3 separate regions of the Mus musculus genome follow, and regions 1 and 2 are each linked to region 3. The links are chromatin contacts, called in public Hi-C and HiChIP or PLAC-seq maps. All regions are on one chromosome and are shown on one strand. The core of a region is the stretch at or near the end of the contact, and the rest is flanking DNA. Distances in the headings are between cores, read along the strand shown. Region 1 overlaps Trmt12 (tRNA methyltranferase 12). Region 2 has its middle 8.9 kb from the start of Gm41331. Region 3 overlaps Nsmce2 (NSE2/MMS21 homolog, SMC5-SMC6 complex SUMO ligase).

Region 1 (2,700 bases), core at 110-2,609, 720 kb before region 3:
AGACTAAATTACATAGGAAGGGGCAGTAAGTAGAGGTAACTCAAATTCTATAGCATTTCTCAGTGGAGTGTCTGTGTGTGGGTGTGGTATTAAAGTATTAAATATTAGATCTTTTTTATTTTATGTTAAAAAGAGTTAAGGCATAACTCATGCCTGTAATCTCAGTACTTGGAAGGCTGAAGACAAGATGATTGCTATAAGTTCAAGGGCAACCTTGGTCAAGGTATAGAGTAAGACCTTGTCTTAAAACCAAGGATCACTTCTCTGAACTGTAATCTAAAGTTCTAGCCTTGGGCAGTATAATAGCTGTACAAAAATCCTAAGATTTTTATAGACTTCTTTTCCTGGTCAAGAAACTATAGGAAGCGCTTGCCTTTTGTCAGATGCTGTGAACAGGCAGTTGGTGTCAGGTGTAGCTGGTGGAATTCATTTCACTAAGAGTTGTTCGATCCTGAGTCCCACGTAGCCCAGTTACATAACAAGACAGGAAGGGAAATAAAGACAGCTGGGAAGGCAAAGCTCTGGTTTCCCACAGTATGACTTGTACCTATAGTGGTCAGGTAAGCTAGTGTTGGCACAGAGATGTAGCAGGCATTCTAAGGATGCTGTTGAGTTTTCACCCTGGAGATGTAGCATCCAGGTATGCTAAAACAGGATTACAGGACTTCCTTTATTGAGGAAATCCTTGAACAGTGTTACTAGCCCTGAAAAGTATTTCTTTTTCATTAAAAAAATAAAACACACACACATATACATACAAGATGAAATGTCTAGAAGCAACAGTAGCAGCTGTTGCTACTGTGGGTAGGAAACACAGTTTTCCAACCATCTGATTATAGAGTCACAAGGCTTTCTACTTTCCACTGCTTTTGCCACTAGGATAGCTAATCGCTGAGGATCACATAGAGCTCTGTTTTGACGAACTTTGAAGCCCAGTGAGCTGGTTTGCTTGATGAAGGAGACAGACAACAGGATGTCTTCTTCCTTGTCTTGCTATAAAACCCCGCCTTACATGCGTTGTGCATGCCTGCTGCTCTCTTTCTTGCAACAGTAGCTATAAGGGCTGTGCCGGTGCCTTTCTCATTAAGCACAAATATTCAGTGCCTGCTACATGTGATAGGTACAGAAAATAAAGGTCCATTAGGTTAAAAAGTCCTCTCCCCAGGGAGCTCACAGCTTAGCAGCAGAGAGTACAGAGGTCCTCAATGCTGGAGCAGAGTAGCTGCCACACAATAACTTGCTGGACAGATGCAAAAAGGGGAAGAAAGTTCTGACAAATAAATAGGAAGTCTATGAGGAACTAGAACTGGTACTTGAATTGGTTGAGTGAGATTTTGCTAGGTGGGGAGGAAGCAGAACTAGGCCCCAAAGTTTCAGTGCTCTGGAAGTGAGCCATTGTGATTTGCTTGTAACAGGACATGATGATATGTGTGTTGGCAATGAGACTGTTGTGAGCAGGGTCTTCTACACAGTAAACTCCCAAGGAAATGCTATCCTATGGCCCCACTGCAGAGCCCTGCTTGTAACACTCCTTTCTCAGAGAGTCTTTCCTGTGTTTGCCTAAATTGTCATACTTCCTCTTCACTGACTAGGTTTCTTTGCACTCGTGCGCCAACAGCTTGCCATATCAGAACTAAAATGCTAAAGGTGCCAACTTAGGGCTTGAGTCCAAGGGAGATGAGTCAGAGCACCACTTGGGGACTGAGGAATTGCCTTTTGTCATATGCTGTGACCAGGCAGTTGGTGTCAGGCGGAGCTGGTGGGATTCATTTCACTAAACATTGTTTAATCCTTGAGTCCCAGGTGGCCTGGGTTATATAACAAGACAGGAAGGGAAATAAAGACAGCTGGGAAGGCAAAACACTGGTTTCTCATTACCCGAGGACTAAATGATCAAAGGTGAGCTAGAAACCCCTGATTGGGATTAAAGTTTTCTACAACAGTCAGGTAAGCTAGTGTTGGCACGGAGCAGACATTCCAAGGAGGCTGTTGAGTTCTTACCCTGGAGATGTAGCATCCAGGTATGCTAAGATGGGATACAGGACTTGTATTAAGGAAATCCTTGATCAGCAACATGAACCCTGAAAAGTCTAATCTTTGCCATTAAAAAAAAAAAAATCTGCAACTCCCCAACCCCTGGCCCCGGCTACCCAACTTGTTTATGCCACAGTTGGAATTTTTTTCTTATAGGCAGAAAATGTTTCTTGTATTCTAAATAGTGAACTAAGTATCCGTATGATATATTTGACAGACAGTAGCATACAATATAGGAAACAATAAATAAGCAACCACACAGCAGTGTGGCAAGTACTAAGGACAGATAATAAATCAATAACAGCAGCAGGGCAATGCTCACACCTAAAATCGAGACCTATAAAATCAAGTTTTTTCATTTGCTGTTAATGCTGCCACCTACTGGAGAAGCCGTGGAAATAAAAACTCCATCACAAACTCTTATTGGAAGACCATTCATAAATAACACTAAGAGCCAGCAATGTACTGGATTCAGCAAAGAAACAGTGGACAAAGCCAAACCAAACCCAGACTCCACTGACCTCATAGTGGAAGACCAAAAGGTCACACAACACCCACATATAGCGAGTCCTGGGAGGAAAGGTTCTTGGTGCGACAGGAACCTGTGGTTAAAAGCACACACCTTTAATCCCAGCACCTGGGAGGCAGAGGCAGGTGGATCTCTGT
Region 2 (2,700 bases), core at 72-2,571, 530 kb after region 3:
CTTGGCCATGCCAAGTCAAAATGTATAATGTTTACCAATTGTTCCCTAAATACCATTATGGTTTCTACAGTTTCTGAAAAAGTTATTTATTTTAGTGTTCGTGGTTTTGCATATCCATCTCCCCTCTTTTGATGTCTTTAAATTTTTTCTTAATTGCTACATGTTTCAGGTATGGGTAGGAATATTGCAAAGTTATTCCCTTAGTCATAGTAATGGTGGAGATTTATACATTCTTGTGGGTTAATTGACCATTCAATATTAATATAATGTATTTTAAGGGCATTTTGTTTTATGTCATAAAGCATATCTCTAGATCTTTTTGGAGTAGACTAAACCTTTTAATTGAAGCCACCAAGATGCCCACAATAAATGTGATAATGGACACATTTTTCATTGTCTCTTAATTCTATATATTTATTGTACTTATCTTCATTCATGTACCGTGTGTGTGTATGCGTGTGTGTGTGTGTGTGTTGTGTGTGCGTGCGCGGTGTATAATGGGCACTTTAAAACTTTCCCTTTTAAATGGACTTGAAAAAAACTGTAGCTCATCTAAGTTTTCTTATGCTTTAAAATAGTGATAGGTTTTTTAGGACTCTTTCTATTTTCTAAAAAGAGTGTTTTTATTTTAACCATCAAACCATCTATTGTGAGAAACAGGGATCTAGGCTGCTTCCTGGCCTCAGTTTATGCTAGTGGATATCTGCGAGCATGGGTTTGTCTACAAGTACAAGTATCCTCAATTTCTTCCTGTTGGAATATACTGGTGGGTTAATTAGTGTAAAAGGCATGTAGGGACCACTCCAATTCTGTCTTCCAGATGTCTTACTCAGTATTTCTAGGATGAACGATGATGCATTAGTAAATTCACTTCTGTTCCAAGAACGCTTCCTGTACACGTGCAGTGTGTAGCACCAAACTTCACTGTAACACTCATGCTTTAACACTAACACCACGTTAGTACATCTTAAAGTCTCCAACTTGTGTAGACACGAAGGACATCTTGGAGAAAGAACTACTCAAGAGTCTACTGAACTCTATTCTGATCTGTTAATATCAAATGAGTAGAAAATTGAGGTGGCTCTGGCATCTGGGATTGTGTGGGTTAGGGGTCCTGCAGATCTGAGCTAGCTTAAGAGACAGTGGAAACAGGGTCTTGGTATGGGGGCCAAGGCAGATGCTTTGCAAGATTGACCACTTTTCTGAAGAAAATTGAAGGGTATGATCAAATATGGAAAAATTTCCTTTCAGAACGTGTGAAGTACACAGCTCTGAGGAGGTACTTTTTGTGGTTTGGAGATAAGCTGTAAACATGGGAGGGGTGCTTGAAGCTTTCAGCTTGTCTTTCTTTTTCGCAGAAATGTTTTTAGCCCTTTATGCCATTGTACTCTGTGGAAAAAAAAATCCACCAGAAGCCAGCCTTTCTCTGCACAGCTATAGGAAAAAGATGCCCAGATGAGGCTGGGCCATTTGATTGACCGACACTACTTAATTCCCTAAAGCCTGAGAGGGGACCCTGCAGGTTTTGTCACCTCAAAGGCAACTTCAGAGCAGAGTAAAAGAAAGGGGATCTTGCAATCTCTGTAAATGAGTAGATACAACCCAAAGAATGTACGGAGAAACAGTGTGCAGATGTGAGAAAATAATTTCTGAATTATTGGTGCAAAAGGGTCCTGACTGTCCATGACTGCAGAATTTTTACTACTCTAGCTAGGTACTACTAGGAAGGAGGGTAGTTTAATTACTTTTTAAAATCAGATTTCCTGCCTCTTTTTGCTCTCTCAATCTCTCTCTCTCTCTTTGGTTTTTCAAGACAGAGTTTCTCTGTATAGCTGTGGCTGTCCTGGAACTCACTTTAGACCAGCCTGGCCTCGAACTCAGAAATCTGCCTGCCTCTGCCTCCCAAGTGCTGGAATTAAAGTGTGCCACCACTGCCCAGCTTCCTTTACTCTCTTAAAATAACAGATACCCATAATTATTCTACTAAAGATAAATGACAGTCTACTTAAACCTGGAAGTTTATAAAGCCACAAAGAGACAAAAATTCCTAGCATTCCTAAAACTAAATGTAATTTTATCATATAGATCTCACATAATTAGCAGAAAAAAAAAATCTAATCCATCAGAGACCTATTTCTTTATAAACGATAGCAATGAATTAGTAGAAAATTGTAAAAATATATAACCTATAAATATTTTACTTATTAGACTCACTACACACATTTTTCTGCTATGAAGATTTCTGTAGAGCTACTCTATACTTTGGAACTGTAACCTCCCCCAGCCTGAAACAGGCTGGTTCAGACTCCGTTGCCACTGAGAATTAGACTATTCCTGACTAGATGGCTCTATTGTTCAGTCACTGCCACTGCTCTCCTTCAGGACTTTGCTACCTGCTGAAGAGGCCCCTGAGATATTCCGGAGACTCCACCCTATCCTGTACGTTGTCACCTGCAGCCGGTTCCAGGCACAAGTATGGATTGGCAGGAATGGGCCTCCCCACCCCCACACCTTTATAAGCACAGATTGCTATTAAACATTTGAGCCTTGATCAGGAACCTTGACTTGGCATCCATTATTTCTCTCGACTGCCTAGTTTCTGTCTTTCAGCCCCCACCTGCCACCCAGGTGTACCCAGTCCATGTGAGCCGCGGGCTGACTCACAACAGGAGCTAAACTCTTAAATCAAAACCTAAAATC
Region 3 (2,700 bases), core at 93-2,592:
CACAGCATATACACATGTGCACAGCTGCACACAGGCGGGCAGAAGCACAGGCCTGACAGGAAGTTTGCTGGTGTACAGTGTGAACTCACAGCTGTGGGGCCCTTATGGCAAACAGTCATCATGTGTACCTCACTGTTTTGTGACACATCACCCTGGACTTGGAGGCGATGGGACACAGTTACTCTCTGAGTGTAACTATGTCAGGAATCTACCCAGCTCTAATGCCAGAGGTATCTGTCTATACAGCTGCTTCCTAGAGCTTATGGGCCAAACCTTGATATTCTTAGGACCCAAATCTGCATCTCTCCATACTCAGCATTGTGTGATCCTGAGCTGAGGCTGAGGCCCCGAATCCCCGATGCCCCTGGGACCCTCTGCACCCTGAGACCTCTCCTTAGCATAGACTCGCAATAAGGAATGCTCTGCCCTGTGGCTGACCCAGGCACAGGACCAGCCTCTCCTTCCAGGTCTGTGAGTCTGAGCCCTTCCTGGGGATGAGTTGATGATGTTGAAGGTGTTGCCACACCTGACTTGCTCACCAGGATGTCCTGGGGATTATGGCCTAACGCTTGGGTAGTGTTGTTTCTCGGAGCAGGAATGCCCTGATTCAAGCCCGTGGCATCATGGCCTTTTCTTACCCTTTTTAGTTTAAAAACTTGTTCGTTTCTGTGGGGTGGGGTGGGGTGGGAAACAAGGCTGTGCCCTGGTTCCTGTCCTGCCTCTCCTCCAGGAAGTCTCTCAAAGGTTCTCGCATGCTCTTCAGTGTTGTTCTCACCATGTCTCTGGTTGAGCCGCCTTGTGTGAGGAGACAGGACTGGTTAACTGTGGTCTAGAACAGCAAGTGCTGCGTGATGAGACCTGGAGCACAATCCTTTGCCCGTGGCATTCAGTGGCCTTGATTTTCACTGTGCCAGGATGCCTGCAGACAGACAAGAACTCCACGTTCATCTGTTTGCAGGAAAAGCCTTGTGCCGTCACCTGGACAGTGTCAGCACTAGGGGAGCCGACTGCTAGGCCTTTGCCGCTCTTTTGGAGATGTCTCACTATATAGCCTAGCCTAGCCTAGAACTTTCTGTGTAGCTCAGTCTTGCCTCAGCCTCGGGTGCTGGGATTGTAGGCATATACACTTGTCTTGGCTCTTCCATTTTCCAGTTTGTATCTTTGTTGTCGGGTCACCTCGCTCCCCTCGGATACTTGATTTATATCCCTGTTCCCAGAGCCTGTCTCTGCATGACACAGACATCACCAGGCTCCATCCCATCCCATCAACATGAGTGTGGGCGCCTCCTCTGCAGCTCAGTGGTGTGGTTAATTCCGTCAGCCATTCTCAGAATGCCCTCATTTACTGACTAAAGCCACTGATGTCATCAGGAAGTCCTCCCCCCTCACTCTCCACTTCCCTCTCCACTGCTTATTCACTGTCTGGCAGAAGGAGGTAGACGCTGTTCTCAGGAGTCCACTGCACCCAAGGTCTGGTCGTCAGGGACGGGGCTCGGGGCTCGCCTCTCAGGGAGGTTCACTCCAGAAGCCCCCTGTTGTGCACGTCCATGTCTGGGAAGCCTAGGGGATGACAGTCTCCGTTTCTAAAGTCTGGAATGTGTGGATGTCTCCATCACCATCTCATACTTAGGAATTCCAAAGTACATCGGTCGAGCTGGGGTGAGCAGGTGGGGGGCTACGCAGCCAGATTCCAGGCAAAAGGAAGGAAGGAAAGGAGGAAGGGAGGGAGGAGAGAAGAAAGAGCGCTCCTATGCCTGACTGTACAGGACACATTTAGCATTTCAAAATGAATTCCTGTTCTCAAGCTTACTGTCCCTGCAAATGGGCTGCACACTGTCCAGGGACAGCCCATGTCCTGCCAACACTCCTTGACCCCAGGATCAAGGCCAGGAAACACCTCCTCTTTCCTGCCTCATCCCTGCATTGTAACTCCCAGGTCAGGTTCCCTTCCCTTGGCCTTTTACCTTTTACTCTGCGTTTCCTGTGCCTCTAGAAGAGCTGTCTCAGTTCATGGGGCTGAGCCCTGTGTGGATCAGAGCCGTGTTTATACTTAAGGCTATGTGATTAGAACCTAGCCCAGAGCTGATCACACAGAAGCACCGGGAATGCATGAGTGGTGTGTGTGTGCACAGTTCTGTGGAAGGACAGGCAGACAGACCAGATAACTTAAAACTTCCCAGGAGGTGAGTGGCCAGCCTAGGAGATGGGAAAGTGGAAGGACACCATGGAGCACTGTGAGGCCCGTTACCCTGTGGAGTGGGGACCCTGCCCCAGAAAGGTTATCTTGACCACCAATCGCGTGTTTGAGGGAATTCAGGACCTGCGTGAGCTTGACTCCAAACACTGGGCACTTAGCCCTGCCCAAACCTTGTTCACTGTAAAAAGAAATCAGGTGATTCAGTCCAAACACTCCCTCAACTGAGATGGCTAACTGAGCAAGGCCTTGAGTTCCGCCCTTTTCTGGTGAGTCACATTCTTAATTCCCTCACCTCGGGCTTCTGGCCAGAGCCCAGTGTCCCTCTCACTCTCTCCATTGAGAGGTTTCATGGCATTCAGAGGGATGGAGTTCAGGCAGGACTCCTGCCCCCATGCCTGGCCTGTGTTCCCTTCCCATCGAAGTTGTCCACTGCTTGGCTCTGCCCTCTCCTTTGTTTACTTGCCTTCCATCCGAGGGTCTGCAGGTCCTATGGCCTGGTGTGT

Evidence for each region. A called contact is a pair of places that touch in the nucleus more often than the background predicts. HiChIP or PLAC-seq counts read pairs in DNA pulled down with a chosen protein or histone mark.
Region 1: a FOXA1 HiChIP or PLAC-seq map of pancreatic cancer cells shows a contact between it and region 3. The contact joins two enhancer-like sites. A contact is called at or near these places in 2 of 39 promoter capture datasets (pre-B cells and stem cell-derived epiblast-like cells) and 1 of 115 datasets of contacts at active chromatin or transcription factors (pancreatic cancer cells).
Region 2: a Hi-C map of Th1 cells shows a contact between it and region 3, with 5 times the contacts expected there. The contact joins two enhancer-like sites. A contact is called at or near these places in 1 of 484 Hi-C or Micro-C datasets (Th1 cells) and 1 of 115 datasets of contacts at active chromatin or transcription factors (memory CD8 T cells).

The regions. Positions count from the first base shown.
Region 1 is chr15:58,874,677-58,877,376 of GRCm38.p6, forward strand. It overlaps Trmt12 (tRNA methyltranferase 12), which reads left to right. Exons shown (of 1, transcript NM_026642.2): 1 at 1-2,105. Among named protein-coding and RNA genes, the nearest start is that of Trmt12, 3.4 kb to the left of the region's middle. Within about 2 kb of position 1,360, at least 51 of the 459 cell types and tissues checked have an H3K27ac peak or open chromatin away from gene starts, as enhancers often do. A contact at or near this core is called in pancreatic cancer cells, where this site is marked.
Region 2 is chr15:60,131,595-60,134,294 of GRCm38.p6, forward strand. No RefSeq gene overlaps it. Among named protein-coding and RNA genes, the nearest start is that of Gm41331, 8.9 kb to the right of the region's middle. Within about 2 kb of position 1,322, at least 27 of the 459 cell types and tissues checked have an H3K27ac peak or open chromatin away from gene starts, as enhancers often do. A contact at or near this core is called in Th1 cells and memory CD8 T cells, where this site is marked.
Region 3 is chr15:59,597,704-59,600,403 of GRCm38.p6, forward strand. The region is part of intron 6 of Nsmce2 (NSE2/MMS21 homolog, SMC5-SMC6 complex SUMO ligase); the gene reads left to right. Among named protein-coding and RNA genes, the nearest start is that of Gm36677, 19 kb to the right of the region's middle. Within about 2 kb of position 1,343, at least 165 of the 459 cell types and tissues checked have an H3K27ac peak or open chromatin away from gene starts, as enhancers often do. A contact at or near this core is called in Th1 cells, memory CD8 T cells and pancreatic cancer cells, where this site is marked.